Linked DNA regions of Pan troglodytes: region 2 is linked to region 1. Evidence: chromatin contacts called from public Hi-C data. All regions are on one chromosome and are shown on one strand. Each heading gives the region's core, a stretch centred on a gene start, on an enhancer-like site or on the middle of the called end of the contact. The rest is flanking DNA. Distances are from core to core; before and after follow the strand shown.

Region 1 (2,807 bases), core at 177-2,676:
AGGTGCCCGCCACCACGTCCGGCTAATTTTTGTATTTTTAGTAGAGACGGTGTTTCGCCATGCTGGTCAGGCTAGTGTCGAACTCCTGACCTCAGGTGATCCACCCGCCTCAGCCCCCCAAAGTGTTGGGATTACAGGCGTGAGACACTGCGCCCGGCCATCCTGTGCATTTTCAACCCTTGGCATCAGTAGCAGCATCCGACCAGCAGGTGGCGCAGCGAGTGCAAGAGCCAAAACCATGGGAATTTTTGTATTTTCTAAAAATCAGAGACAAGTGAGATGTTATATAAATACCTTTTAAAATATGTATAGAAGTTGCCAGATTTGTTTTTAATTAGTGTATTTGGAAAAACACAAATGCATTCTCATTTGTAGAAAATTTATATAATACAGTTAGAGTGAAATTTCCCCATCCCTACTTCCTTACCAAAAAGGAACTTTTATGTTTCTCTCTCTTTCCGGACTTTTTTCCATGCACTAAAAACGTATAATACTTCTAGGAATATAAACATTTTTTCCAAAAATGGATCATACTGTATTATTTTACAAATTATTTTTCCACTTAATACATTTTAGACATCTGTGTGTATTTGTGTGTGTATGTGTACACATATTTATATTATTTCATTGTTTAAAAATTTCTGCCTAGGATTCTATTGAATGACTATTACATGGTTTATTTAACAGTTTCTCTATTGAGACGTTAGCTGTTTTTCAGTTACCCGCTATTACAAACAATGGAATCCACGTCATTTATGTGTATTTCTCTAATACAGATACTTAGCTGTGAAGATATGTATTTTTTAATTGTTTAGAAAGACACTCAAAAGAGGCAGACTGGGCCTGGCCAGTAGCTCACCCTTGTAATTCCAGCTTGAGGTCAGGAGTTCAAGACCAGCCTGGCCAACATGGCAAAACCTCGTCTCTACTGAAAATACAAAAAAAAAAAATTAGCCGGGCATGGTGGTGGGAGCCTGTAATCCCAGCTACTCAGTGGGAGGTTAAGGCAAGAGAATCGCTTGAACTCGGGAGGCGGAGTTCGCAGTGAGCTGAGACTGTGCCACTGCACTCCAGCCTGGGTGACAGAGTAAGACTCTGTCTCAAAAAGAAGAGTCAGACTAGAGGACTGCCACGTGACATGAGGATTCACAGTCAGTAATAATCAGGGCACTGTGGTCTGGCTGTCAACTGTTCCAGAGGGAGGAAGCTGGTGACGTGGACACACAGCTATGTCCACTCACCTCCCAGCTGCAGTCAGCACAGTAGCTCATTTGACTCAAAGTCAAAACCACCAGGGTCCCGACAATCCAGTGTCTGCTGAGGAGGAAAGTTCTTTATTTGTTATCAGATGGAGTGGTGTGACCACTGCAGGCAGCCAGTGAAATGAAACAAGGATTGGAGTGAGCAGGCTGGAGGGATTCTGATTGGCAGTTGTGTTCACAGCTGTGCATTAGGGGCGGCGGTCTGTGGTGGAGCGGTTTTAGTTCCTCACGTATGATGTATTCCCTGTTTTTGCAGTTGGCCGCCCGATCCCTGTTCGTCAGACTCTGAACCCGACCCAGGAGCAGATTGAGGAGTTACATCAGACCTATATGGAGGAACTTAGGAAATTGTTTGAGGAGCACAAAGGAAAGTATGGCATTCCAGAGCACGAGACTCTTGTTTTAAAATGACTTGACTATAAAAAAAAAATTTTAAATAAAAATAAATGACTTGGCTGTAATAAGGCATAAAGAAGGATAACAGACCATCCTATTGTGAGAATAAATATTTTAAAGACGTTTATTTTTTTTCTTTTGACTGTGGCATCAAATTTGCAACAGAAAAGTATTATTTATGGCGATGAATGTTGGTGTATCTGTGGTAAATAAAAACACAGATGACTGTAGGATAAGGTTGGAGATGACTATAAGACATCTAATAATTTTCCTTGCCTATGAAGGCAAAATCATTTTACAGGTTATGAACAAGTTTAGAATTATTCTTGTGCTCTGAAAAACAAAAGAAAGCTTCAAAAAGTAATTACACCCGGCCGGGCACAGTGGCTCACGCCTGTAATCCCAGCATTTTGGGAGGCCGAGACAGGTAGATCACTTGAGGTCAGGAGTTTGAGACCAGCCTGGCCAACATGGTGAAACCCCGTCTCTACTAAAAATACAAAAATTAGCTGGGCATTGTGGTGGGCACCTGTAATCCCGGCTACAAGGGAGGCTGAGGAAGGAGAATCACTTGAACCTGGGAGGTGGAGGTTGCAATGAGCCGGGATCGCACCATTGCACTCCAACCTGGGAGACAGAGTGAGACTCTGTCTCAAAACAATAATAATAATAATAATAATAATAATAATAATTAGACCCTCTTACTAAACATCACAATAACTTAAGGTGGTGTTTTCACAAAGTGTGACAACTGTTGTTCAGCACAGCCAGCCCATTTGGGAGACACTGTGTAAAATAGTTTGCCATATACAGCAAGAGGAAATATTTTTTTCTGCTTGAACATGACATTTGTTAGTGAATAAAGATACTTTTAATATTTAGATAGTTTGAGCCTTTGGTCATATCAACAACAAATTTTTAAACAAAAGTGCAGGATTTTTTGCCATTTTCAAAATGGGTTGAATCTGTCATACGAAAACTCATGTGGACAGGAGAATGGCTCCTCATTTCTCTATTCATGCTTAGAATCATGCTCCTTTGCTGTAGAGAGGGAAATCTATTCGGAAGATAGGCTTTTGCACATGATTCAGGACTAGAAATTCTGGAAATTCCATACCAGGAAATTCCAAAAAGTTTTCATGCTAAGAG
Region 2 (2,790 bases), core at 273-2,772, 150 kb after region 1:
CTCACTTAATTTTGATATTCCTTTAAGCGTCAGTGGTCTGGAACCAAACCCACAATGTCTCTGAAGTATCTCTATGTATTTCTACTTAGCTTAAGTGTTAAACAGCAAACAAGATGAGAATTTAGAATTTTAATTCCCAGGACTATTTTCTTTTAAATATAAGTCCATATCCATAATATATATTCCATAATATAAAGATAATGAAGAAAGATATTGTTGGAATTCTTCAAGTCTGTTTTAGGCTTATGGATAGATAAAAAGTGCAATATTAGTTTTCTTCTCTCGGAAGAAAACCAATATTTTCCAGAGGATTTCATGGTTCCAGAAGTACTACTTCTAAAGCCTGCTTCTCTCTGCAGAGCTGCGAATATCTTTTCAGATAAGAAATTCTGCATTCCATTTATCTTCAGGATGTATCCTTTGATAAGATTTCAACAGATTAATGAGCAACTGAACTGCCATATTTTGAAGTGGGAGAACAGTTTGCCTGAGTCAGGTATCCATCCCTTTAGGTTCTCGATTGGCCCTGGGCCCACGGTGAGTGAGCTCTCTTTGCTTGGTGCATCATCGCTCCACCTAGTTCAAGTTCTGGCGGCTTCCTGATTTTGATTCTCTTGGGAAATGAGGCCTGCTTTAGCCTGAGGCTGGCTCAGGAAGGCAACCTTTCACCTACTTAAGGAAAAGTTCACAGGCAAACTAAACAATATGTTGGGTTAAAAAAAGAGACCAATCCTACTAGTACTGGGTGAGTGAAAATCTTCTCTCTTACAGTACATGTAGTTAGTTCTACTACCTGCACTGGATGCTTTCTTTCTTATCCTTGTTTAGTGTCTAAAACGAGAAACAATGGCAAACTCCTTAAAATACAGAACCACTGTGGATTCCTAAGAACGTTCAAAAACAATAATTTGGAGTAAACTTTATTTTTTGAAAAGAAATAGCAAATTTGCATGGTGAGTGCATTTAGAGGAAAACGGGTTATATGCTAGGTCAAGTGAGGCCAAAACAAGAGAAATGATAATGGATAAGCTTTGAGTTTTTGAGGCTCTTCTTGCCCCAGGCAGTTCCAAAAGCCATTTTATTTGGCAGGATTTGACAGCAATTTCTGCAAGAACGGGATAACTAATCCAGTTAAAAACGAAAAAGAATATGCATACTATTTCATAATTTATATTGAAATTTATACATTACAGCAATAATTGTGCGACTGTAATTTTTTTTTTTTTTTTTGGTGGGGGGGTGTTTTTTCCTGGAGGGACGGAGCTCCTGCAGACCCTATTGGGCTAGCCGCTCCTCCCACGTCGCTGCCGCAGATCCCCGCTCCCCTCCCCCACCCGCGGTCCGTCCCTCCTGGTCGACCCCATTCCCGCCCCCGCCCCCGCCCCGCGCAGACTGCAGCCAGGTCCGGTCCGCGGCGGCTCCGCGGAATGACCCGTAGTAACCTCGCCCCGCCCCGGGCCGCCAGCGCCGCGCTCCCCGGCCCGAATTCGATAGGCCCAGCCCCGCACGCGCCACCGCTCGCGGGCCAATGGGCGGCAGCCTCTCTGCATAGGCAACGAGTGCGGGCCGGGGGTGAGCGTCCCAGGCGGTTCCGCTCAACAGACGCTGCTGTGGCGGCGCCGGGCTGCGACACTGCAGTTGTCGACGCGGCCGGGGCCGGGACGAGGAGGCGTTGGACGGGGTCGCAGACGTTCGTCCCCTCGCATTGCGGCCCCGACAGCTGCGCCAGGAACCCCGGGCGGCGGCGCGGGGCGTGAACGCTCTGGGGCTCAGCCAGGCCTGCGCGGCCCCGAGGCCGGAGGAACCCGGACTCCGGCGTAGCGGTGAGTGCGGCGTGGGTTGTGGGAGCGGCGGAAGCCGGTTGGCGGCGCGGCCTCCGCGTGTGGTTCGGCTGGGCCCGAGGGGCGCCCCAGCCTCGGGGCCTGGGACCCTGTTGTCGGCGCCGCACCTGACCGCTGGGTGTGCGCCCGGGCGGCCCGCGGCACCAGGAGCAGCGGCGAGCAGGGTGGGAGGCGGCCCGTTGGGGTCCGGGAAGCGGCTGACGTGGGGCCTCGGCCCTGAGCCCACGCGTGCCGGGAGCTGCAGCGCGAACGGCGTGGGGCGGCGCTGACCAGGCAGGGAGGATGCACTGCGTGCTTCCCGGCGCTGTGGGGCGGGGTGGGGGGGCCAGCCGCTTGAATTAAGGGGGCTCTGCCGCGGCCCCAGCAGTGCGGTGTCCGTGGAAGGAGACTCAGCCTTGCGATTTCGGAAAACCCTTGTTTGGCGGGGCGGGAGGGGCTGTTGCTGCGTGGGGTGAGAAGAAACTAGGTGCGTGAGGTGGGTCGACCTTGGTGATTGGTTCTGGGCACTATCGTGGTGGTGGGACTGGGATTAAGACTGATGTTTGGGGTTTGAGAGTTGCAGCTTTGCTTTTCCCCAAGTGCGTTTTAATCATATACTGTTGATGGGTTGGGTAACTCGGGGACTGCTTACTACCAGCAGTCCTGTTGGGTAGGTGTTATCAGGCTCGTTTCACAGATGAGGAGCCCGAGGCACAGGTTTTCAAATGGTTTTCGCAGGAAGTCTGATACTAGAAAGTGTGCTCTTAAGCTGTTGTGTAAAAGATCCCTCGAAAATGAAAAGGCTGGAGGAATGTCTTTAAAATTATATGGAAGCTAGAAAGGCAGTAGGCTTTGTGAACGAAATTATAGCTGAAAAGAATGACAAATAGCTGACATTTATTGAGCTTTTATTACATGCCACGCACTGTTCGGAGAGCTTTATGTACAGTGTCTTCACACTGTTAACAGT

Evidence for each region. Hi-C and Micro-C count contacts between places; a contact is called where the count stands out from the background.
Region 2: a contact with region 1 is called in a Hi-C map of stem cell-derived neural progenitor cells, with 4 times the contacts expected there. The contact joins the promoter of ACSL3 here to the enhancer-like site in region 1. A contact is called at or near these places in 1 of 7 Hi-C or Micro-C datasets (stem cell-derived neural progenitor cells) and 1 of 1 datasets of contacts at active chromatin or transcription factors (stem cell-derived excitatory neurons).

The regions. Positions count from the first base shown.
Region 1 is chr13:124,958,200-124,961,006 of NHGRI_mPanTro3-v2.0_pri, forward strand. It overlaps MOGAT1 (monoacylglycerol O-acyltransferase 1), which reads left to right. Exons shown (of 6, transcript XM_526044.6): 6 at 1,519-2,807. The coding sequence ends at 1,673. Among named protein-coding and RNA genes, the nearest start is that of MOGAT1, 38 kb to the left of the region's middle. Within about 2 kb of position 1,427, at least 13 of the 24 cell types and tissues checked have an H3K27ac peak or open chromatin away from gene starts, as enhancers often do. A contact at or near this core is called in stem cell-derived neural progenitor cells, where this site is marked.
Region 2 is chr13:125,107,547-125,110,336 of NHGRI_mPanTro3-v2.0_pri, forward strand. It overlaps ACSL3 (acyl-CoA synthetase long chain family member 3), which reads left to right and starts at 1,523. Exons shown (of 16, transcript XM_001166550.7): 1 at 1,523-1,823.